Linked DNA regions of Mus musculus: region 2 is linked to region 1. The links are chromatin contacts, called in public ChIA-PET maps. All regions are on one chromosome and are shown on one strand. The core of a region is the stretch at or near the end of the contact, and the rest is flanking DNA. Distances in the headings are between cores, read along the strand shown.

Region 1 (4,141 bases), core at 1,481-3,980:
ATAGTAGCAACAGTGCAATTAAGTGCCCTCTGGAGTTCCCCTAGGACCACACAAAACGTTATTACATACAAAGTGTGATTAATATAAATTATATTTTTTGAACTTGTGCAAGTGTGCCGATAGTTTGTTCTGGAGGAATTTTCTTTTCCCAGGTTTAAGAAAATCCCCGTAATAAACTTGATCCCCGTGTGTGACAGACATCCTCTAGTGTTTCCTGTGACATCCTCCCAGGAGCACTTTCCGTTCAAATACTTCCTCCAAGAGCAATGCTCATGTGGGGCTTTGTAGGCCCTGTGATATTTTTGTTATACTACAATATTTGAATGACAGTTGGGCTTGCTTTAAAGCGACAGGTTCAGGGTGCAGGAGACGTCAGTTCCTACCAATGCTCTGCTGCTCACTGGCTGTGTTCCCTTAATACATGACAGGTTCATGTTAATATTTTACAAATATTTCCTCGCTGTCTGAATCTATAATATCACTGTGAGGCAGAACACTGCCACAGCAAGTCGCTATTTTGATTGCTTTGTGGAGCTCATTATGCTGGGTCTGTGGCGAGACAAATAAAAAAATAAATCTTAATTCATGGTGTTAGAATAAGACAACCAAAATGTGAGCAATGCTATAGGAAGGGCCTCTGTTTCTCCTGAGGACTCTGCGACATCTGGAGAACCAGTTCATTTCATAAACTCAGAAACCGAGATGAGAATAGTTGCATGGAATATTTGAGGGAACACAGCCAGTGATCGGGAGAGCACTGGTGGGAACTCACACCCCCTGCAGGCAAGCCAGTCCCGGTGGGAGGACACTTCCCAGTAAAGCCCGAGGCTCTGTGACACTGCCACCTGCTCTGCTAGTCCAGGTTGTGGTATGTCGTCCCTGCAGCAGGTCAGCAAGTCCCTTCCTTCATCATGGTGATCTAGGATGGTTTGGAGTGAGGGCTGATAATCTATCTAGGAGTGAGGCTTCTCTGTTGGATTATTGTGTTGTGTGACCAGTGTTTCTCCTCAAGACCTCTCCTCAAGCAGACCATCTATTAGAGGTGTAATTTATAACTTGATTAGGTGAAGTTTTACTGGGGGTTTAGCATACTCTCTGTCTTACATAGGCACAAAGATAAAGCCTCCATGAGGTGCCTACAGCGTCATGTGGCAGTTACACATGATGTAAACAACGGGCATAATGCCCTAGGAACAGAGAGAAGGGGACTGATCATTTCTAGGCCAGGAAGTTCAGGGGGTGAGTCACAAAATTGTTTTGCCTGCCATGGCGTTATTGGTAGGACCTTGATGAAAGAAATGGGGTTGGGTTTCTCTTCAGATGGGGAAGACAGGGAGAGAGTACCAGCAGGTGAGGCCAATAAGTTAAAAAAAAAAAACGTCCGGGCGTGGTGGCACATGCCTTTAATCCCAGCACTCGGGAGGCAGAGACAGGTGGATTTCTGAGTTCGAGGCCAGCCTGGTCTACAGAGTGAGTTCCAGGACAGCCAGGGCTACACAGAGAAACCCTGTTTCGGAACCAAAAAAAAAAAAAAAAAAAAAAAAAGAGCTTGCAACTGGCTCACTGTGAAAGGCTTTAGTGTCTCAGCTCTGTGGCTAAAGGGTGGTACTGGAGTGTGAACCTCAGGCTTACCCATTCCAGTCAAGTGCTACCTTACTGAGCTGTAGTCCTTTAGGGCAAGGCTTTTAACACTGGAGAATGAAGGATCAGACCCAGAATGCATTAGATCACTCTGAGGCACCATGGAAGGCAAACCAGCAAGGACTCTGGACTACCCCGGGGGTATAACCATATGATCTTGACCTGAGAGTAACTGGGTCACTGGAATGGAGCCTATGAGTCTGTTTCAGACACACAGTGGCAGAATGTAGCCCCATACTGTATGTACTGCGGATGGGGAATCCATTACTCTTTCTTTGAGAGGCTTTCCATTAGCCGTGTTGGGGTCCTAGGATTATGATAAGCTGGTACTCCTAAATCCATTAAGTCACCTTTGGGAAATCAGCTTCAGTTAAGAAGCCTGAGTGTCTCTGTTTCTTCTTTGAGCGAGTCGGTTCCCCCTTTCTGTGTACATAACCAACCGTCTGAAACAGGGACCCCTATATTTAAACAATATTACATGCCGCCATTTTGCCAGGGACTGGGGCCAGGGGAGGAGCCGTTACATTTTAAAGTGGAATAAACAGAAAAGCAACACCGAGAACGAGGAGGCTGGTTAGTGAGGCTTGAAGAGAGGGCAGGTGTTTCCTCCCATGGTGAGAATAGTGACCCCTGGGAATCGCATTTCCCGTCGAGCTGGGACCAATGGTAAGGTCAGTCCTGTAAATGGCCTGATAGTGTGGAACTGTATGTGAGTGCCAGAGAAAGCTCGGTGTTGTCTGTATTATCCTTTGGACCCCTCATCGCTCAAGGAGCGCTGATCCTTGACCTCATGGTCCACCCTTTTGCGTTCATACAGACTCTCATGCTCCTCCTATGTGGCATAACACCGTGGCTGTGTGCAAATGGCCTTGGCCTCCTGTGCTGTATGGTGGTTAGTCCCAATTGGCTGGCCCTGTGTCTCAAGCACTCTCCAGCCAGTGGGGGCCTTGGGGGTGCACACAGTGGGTTGACAGGCGGTGTTGCTGAAGAAAAAAAAGTACAGCTCTGCCTGAGGTAGGAGGATGTGATGACGTGGCCCCTCTCAGCGGGAACTCGGGCCTTTAAAAAGCTGAAGAAACAGCCTCAGAGTAAACGGTGGTTCCACGGGAGGAAAGCACGCCCAGTCACATTAAAGAAGCCAAACTGTCTGCTTCAAAGAGAAAAGGCAACATCCTGTCACAAGCCATGCTCTGGCAAAAATGTAAGTGCTTTGCTTGTGGCTGTCAGAGCCAAGTAAGCAGAGGCAGGGTCCAGGAATAGAGAGCTACTGTTGGTGATGGGAGCACCCAGTCTCGTCAGGGCCTCGGGGGCATGGAGGGCTGAGGTGGGTGAGATGGAGCCTGTTGGAGATGATGCTCATTTTCCAACCTGGGGGAATGAACCAGTGTCCCAAGGTGGGGACAGCTCATTGCATCTCCGATTCTGTGCATGAATCACTGAGGTGACAGAAGGGCAGATTATGATTCATGAGACGGAAACCACATATGATATGGGTTAGGAGCCGTTCTTCACGTGAGGACCTTTCCTTTCATGGACCCCAGTTCTGCAGGTTGTTATTGAGTTTTGTTGGCCCACTTCTAGCTGAATTCTGCCAGAGTTGGTTCCCTCCTGTAGATGTGTAGGGATGGGGTGGAAACTCAGTCTTATGAAACCTCTCTCTCTCTCTCTCTCTCTCTCTCTCTCTCTCTCTCCTCTTTTCACTTTCTTCCTTATTCTGTGGCAATGGTTGGTTTTGTGTTCCACTGCAAAAAAAAAACTGTTTATCTTTGACCTTGATTTTTAATCCCTGGACTTGAATGGAACAAACCATGAACTGTATTTTCCATTCTGTGGATTGAAAAAAATCTTGTGTTATCGATAACGGAGGCTATATAGACATTCTTTACAACATTCCTTTCACGAGGCAAATAAAGTCAACTCAAGAGTCTTGCAAAAGGGGAACCTTATTAAGGCTCAGGACTGTACTTCCTCAAGCAAAGAGCTATAATTTCCCTATCTTTCTTTGTAAGATGTTTAATTCCATAAAACATCTTTTATTGGTTTAGGCATAGCATTCCTCAATCAAATTTATGTGATAATCCAGATTAGAAGAAAAAGAAATCGTGGTTTTACTTATAAAAAGTAATCTGACAATAGTGTTCCATTGATTAGAGTGTGACATAGTCCCCTTATCACCCACCTATTCCCAAATTCTTTGAAATTGACTCTTTTCATCTGTGACTCAGAGAAGCAATCCCAACGTGCCTCAGTTTACTAACCCCATTGTTGATATGGGCAAGACTTTTTTGTTTAAATAAAAATAAATGAACTTTGATTTGGACTTGAGATTTCTGACCACAGATTCTAGTTTGGGTAGCTTAGAACTCATCCAAAAAGGTGACCAGAGCAAAACCTTATCTTTCTGGAAGCGGAGTGGCAGCCAACACCATTGTAAATACTATGAGATTGTAGGAACATGGATTTTAATGTCCTTCAAAGTGCCAATATGCCCTCTTGCTTC
Region 2 (4,398 bases), core at 1,303-3,802, 610 kb before region 1:
ACAATTTAGTTCAGAAAATTAACCTAGTGTCCTCTTTCTTTTCAAGACCAAATTTCATCTGCACCCTTGGAGCCTTCCTTCCTGTTTCCCTTTGGATCTTGCCTCTTGGTGAAGACAGACTGATGTTCACCCAGCCACATCAGAGATTAGCCATGGGATGATAAGCAGCTAATTTAAATAGCTGTAGAAAAGTGTTCTAGTTTGCTTTCTGTTACTATGTAAATACCATGACCAAAATCAACTTAGGGGAACAAAGTGTTTACTTCAGCTTCCGATTCTAGCTCACTGTCCAGCGTTGAGGGAAACCAGGGCAAGCAATCAAGTAGAAACTGAAGTGGAAACCACAGGGGAGCGGTGCTTACTGGCCTGCTCCATGGCTCACGCTCACTAGCCTTATTATTCAGCCCGGGCACAACTGTCTACAATAGATAGTGCTACCCACAGGGGCCTGGGCCCTTCCACATCAGTCAAGAAACTCACTCACAGACATGGCCAAGGGCTAATCCACTGGAAGCGATTCTTCAGTTAAGTTCCCTCTTTCCAACTGACTAAGTTGCATCAAGTAGGCAAAAACTAGCCAACACAGTCAACAACTGCATTTACTTCCTAACACTGCTAAAAACTAGACAAAGTAAACAAAGGTTTAATGAGCTCCCAGAATGCTAACTGCATACATACACAAATAGATAATTTAATATTTTCTCTCCTGTCTTTATTTATTTATTTATTTATTTTGAAGGCATGCATGGTAGAGTTGGAGGGGTGGAAGGTGGTTATAGGGTTTCACTGTTTGCTCTGGCTGGCCTGGAACTCTCTATGCAGACCAGGCTAGCTTCTAACTCAGAGAGTTGCCTTGCTCTTTGTCCCTTGCCCCATGACCTTGAACCTTTTGACCCTCCCATTTCCAGCACCAAGCACTAGAATCACCAGCCTGTGAAAGCAGGCCTGAGCTCGTTCTAGTCTTGCTTCTGTTAAGTGTGGCCTAAGCCATCTGCCACTTCCCAACTGTTCAGCTGTGGAACTGTTTTTCATACACCTCATGTCTGTTCCAACTAGTCATGATCGAATAACTCCACGCAGCTAATTCAAGTAATAACCAATAGCCAGCCAGGTAGTTCCCTCTATAAATCACCAAATCCTACTGACACAGCTCCTTAACACTTCCTGAGACTGCCTTCTTCTCCCTTTCCCTTCCAAGCTCAGGACTTCACCTGCCTGGCTGCCGCAGCGTGCTTATCTCATCTATCTCATCTCCATGACTTGGGTCGGAACCTCCTCTATCTCCACCAAGGTCATCCATCTACTACACTGTTACTAACCTAAGTCTAGGCTGAGGCTGAGGCTTGTATAGTCTGGCAACAGGGCACACGCTCAGCAAGCATGAGATGCTGGGCTCAAAAGGGAAAGATTGTGAGGGCAGGTGGTGCACCCCAGCTACTCTGGAGGCTGAGACAGGACAAGTTCCAGGGCAGCCTAAGCAACAACAGTAACAGCAAAAATAAACCAAGATTGTAAACCTATCAAACCTTTCGATCTTACTCCCAACCTGGGCAACAGAGAGACTGTATTTTCAAAAGAGAATAAAGTAAGTCCTGTGGCTTAGTTCCATTTTGCCTTTCTAGATTACACTTTGACTTTCACAGATATTACTGTATTTGTTCCATTTTATCGCACCCTGTGCATCTTTATAGCCCCTCACTTTGGTTTTTGCTGCTCTCGGTTACTATAGGATGTAATTCCCTGCAGAGCCAAGGCAGGTTAGTCCTTTCAAAGCAAGTACCCCAAACGTTCTCTGCACTCAATAATGTCTACATAACACAACAGGTTTTGCTTTACTTTGCCTGTAGCCCCCACACAAGAAGTTCTTCGAGGGTTGAAACTGTTTAATTCGTGTTTATATACTAGCCTCTTAGGCGCCTGGTATAGGTAAAATGCCTGGTTAAAATGATTATCGAAGCCCTGAGTGAGGGTGCACGGTTTTTATGGCAGCCCTCGGGAGCAGTCACGGGGCTCCCGGCAAGCTCTAGGTTAGTCTTGTCTACATGGCTAGATCGAGGAAGACAGCACTACACAGCAAGCCACTCAGAACAAATTATCAAACGGACTCCTTCCATCCACACTCAAATAGGAGTTTGTTTTCATATTAGCCCGGGGTCACAACCACAGTGCAGAAGCGGAAAGTACGAGCTGGGGACACCAGCCAGCACGTAAACACTTGGGCCTTTAGGCTATAGCGGTCAACGTTGCGTCCGCATAGGTGGTGCCTCGAGGGCACAAGAGCAAGTTCCCTCCTCTCAAGACGTCCCACCACCCAGCGGGCGAGCTCTAACTCCTTCCTCTCCCCTGCTTCAGCCTGCAGCAAGAACCTTTGATGGCCAAGACACCTCACCTCGAGCTCCTTGGCCACTGCAGAGAACGCCCAGCTTTAAGAGAACCGCCATGTCGCTTTCGAGGGCTCAAGGTCACTCTACAACCCGGAAACAGTTATGTAGTAAGTCCCGCCCCGCGTAAAAGAACGGTGAGGCAACCTGAAGCGTGAACCGGAAGGCAGGAGACGGTGCGCTGCCACCGCGCGTGCGCACCCCAGCGAAGCGCCTGACTCCGACAATGGCCGAGCTTGGTGAAGCGGACGAAGCGGAGTTACAACGCCTGGTGGCCGCCGAACAGCAGAAGGCGCAATTCACTGCGCAGGTACGAGGATGAGGAAGGAACAGGGGAAGGAGGGTGAGGCGCAGATCCCGGGCACTCACGGAGCTCTGGACACTGCGGCACAGCGGCCCCACTCGATCCGGGCTGCGCCTCCCGCCCCAGTGATCTACAGTGCTCAGTGCCCGGGAGGCAAGCGCTGCGTGGGAGGAAAGGGTTCGAAAACAGCGGAAAGGTTTGGGCCACAGGAGCATGCGGTTATTAGCTGGTCGCTGGTCGGGAATGGCACTCGGAATCTCTGGGTTCCGACCTTGGAGCACAGGTGCCTGGAGACAAGACACCCGTCCTCACCATGAGATCTGGGTTCGTTGTTGCCCGCTGCCTCTGCATTGGATAATGTGATGATGTATTTGTAAATGGTGATCATTATTAGAGAAAGATGAGCCCTGCAGCTATCAGTGTTGACTCATTTGGTGTGGGACAGCGTATTTCCTACTAGGGTTTTAACCGTTCAATCAAGATAACCTTGGAAGTACTGATAGCTATCAAGAACCGACAGGTTAATGTCCTGACTTCCTCTGATTTAATAGTACTGCTAGTTGCTTTGAGAATTGTGAAAGTATGAATCGTTGGTTTGAAGACAGGGTTTCTCTGTTAGCCTGGCTGTCTTGCAACTCCCTCTGTAGACCAGGCTGGCCTTAACTCTGAGATCCACCTGCCTCTGACTCCCAAGTGCTGGGATTAAAGACCTGCCCCATCATCTCTCTGCAAAAGAATGAGTTCTAATGAGAATTTACTGATCTGGGGCTGTTACTGGTGACAAAGTAAAGAAAGAGTAGTCCTGAAGTGATCCTACAATATGCTATTAAATATCACAGAATGATGAACTAAGATATCTCATACCCTAATGACTAAAAAAGGTTTTTCTCTGCCCTTAGGTGCATCACTTCATGGAACTATGTTGGGATAAGTGTGTGGAGAAGCCAGGAAGTCGGCTAGACTCCCGCACTGAAAACTGCCTCTCTAGCTGTGTGGATCGCTTCATTGACACTACTCTTGCCATCACCGGTCGGTTTGCCCAGATCGTACAGAAAGGAGGGCAGTAGGCCATACCTTAGAATGACAGAAGACCAAAAGACTTGTTACCAAGCAGATTGAATGGCCAGTGGTGAAAGACCTGCCAACCTGTCAGGTTAGCGTCAGGCAGTTACAAAGTCTGTTGGTGTTAAAAAGTAACAGAGCAAATGTTCAAAAGTGAAATTTTATTTATGGGAATTCAGTAATTCCAACTTGTATCACACCAGTTAATAAATGTGAAGTCTCCAATTCTTGTTCTTCTAAATCCCAATTTAGGATTCAACATAATCATCTCTCAGGAACACTAATACATGTTCCAGAGCTGATCGTGGAAATGGGAGAGACAGGTTTTCAAAAGTAGTCCTAAACCACTGTTAAGGGGATTAGAGGAACCATCAAAGCCTTAGCCTAAGGCATGGATTAGAACAGAAACAATTTTATTGCTTATGTGACCAAGAAAAGATAGAACAGTGCGGGGTGGTGGGGCAGGGGTGTTAAATCAGGCAAAATGTGCTTTCCCTGGAGAAAAGATATGTCTGTTGTATGGGAGGAAGGTAAGGTCAAAACTCAAACTTGGAAGTGCCTTATTCTGCAGGACAATCTTCCCGAGTCTGTGCTTAGAATCAGTACATTTGTAGCACAAAACTGCATTAAGAATGCATGCCCAAAACTACT

The links. ChIA-PET counts read pairs in DNA pulled down with a chosen protein or histone mark.
Region 2: an RNA polymerase II ChIA-PET map of memory CD8 T cells shows a contact between it and region 1, with 11 read pairs. The contact joins the promoter of Timm8b here to the promoter of Pou2af1 in region 1. A contact is called at or near these places in 1 of 39 promoter capture datasets (pre-B cells), 1 of 115 datasets of contacts at active chromatin or transcription factors (memory CD8 T cells) and 1 of 9 other capture datasets (adipose tissue).

What each region holds. Positions count from the first base shown.
Region 1 is chr9:51,210,960-51,215,100 of GRCm38.p6, forward strand. Pou2af1 (POU domain, class 2, associating factor 1) reads left to right here and starts at 2,731. Exons shown (of 5, transcript NM_011136.2): 1 at 2,731-2,842. The coding sequence starts at 2,827.
Region 2 is chr9:50,601,349-50,605,746 of GRCm38.p6, forward strand. Timm8b (translocase of inner mitochondrial membrane 8B) reads left to right here and starts at 2,553. Exons shown (of 2, transcript NM_013897.2): 1 at 2,553-2,691; 2 at 3,585-3,972. The coding sequence starts at 2,608. The coding sequence ends at 3,752. Sdhd (succinate dehydrogenase complex, subunit D, integral membrane protein) reads right to left here and starts at 2,501. Exons shown (of 4, transcript NM_025848.3): 1 at 2,390-2,501. The coding sequence starts at 2,441. It overlaps Nkapd1 (NKAP domain containing 1), which reads right to left. Exons shown (of 6, transcript NM_212449.2): 6 at 3,892-4,398.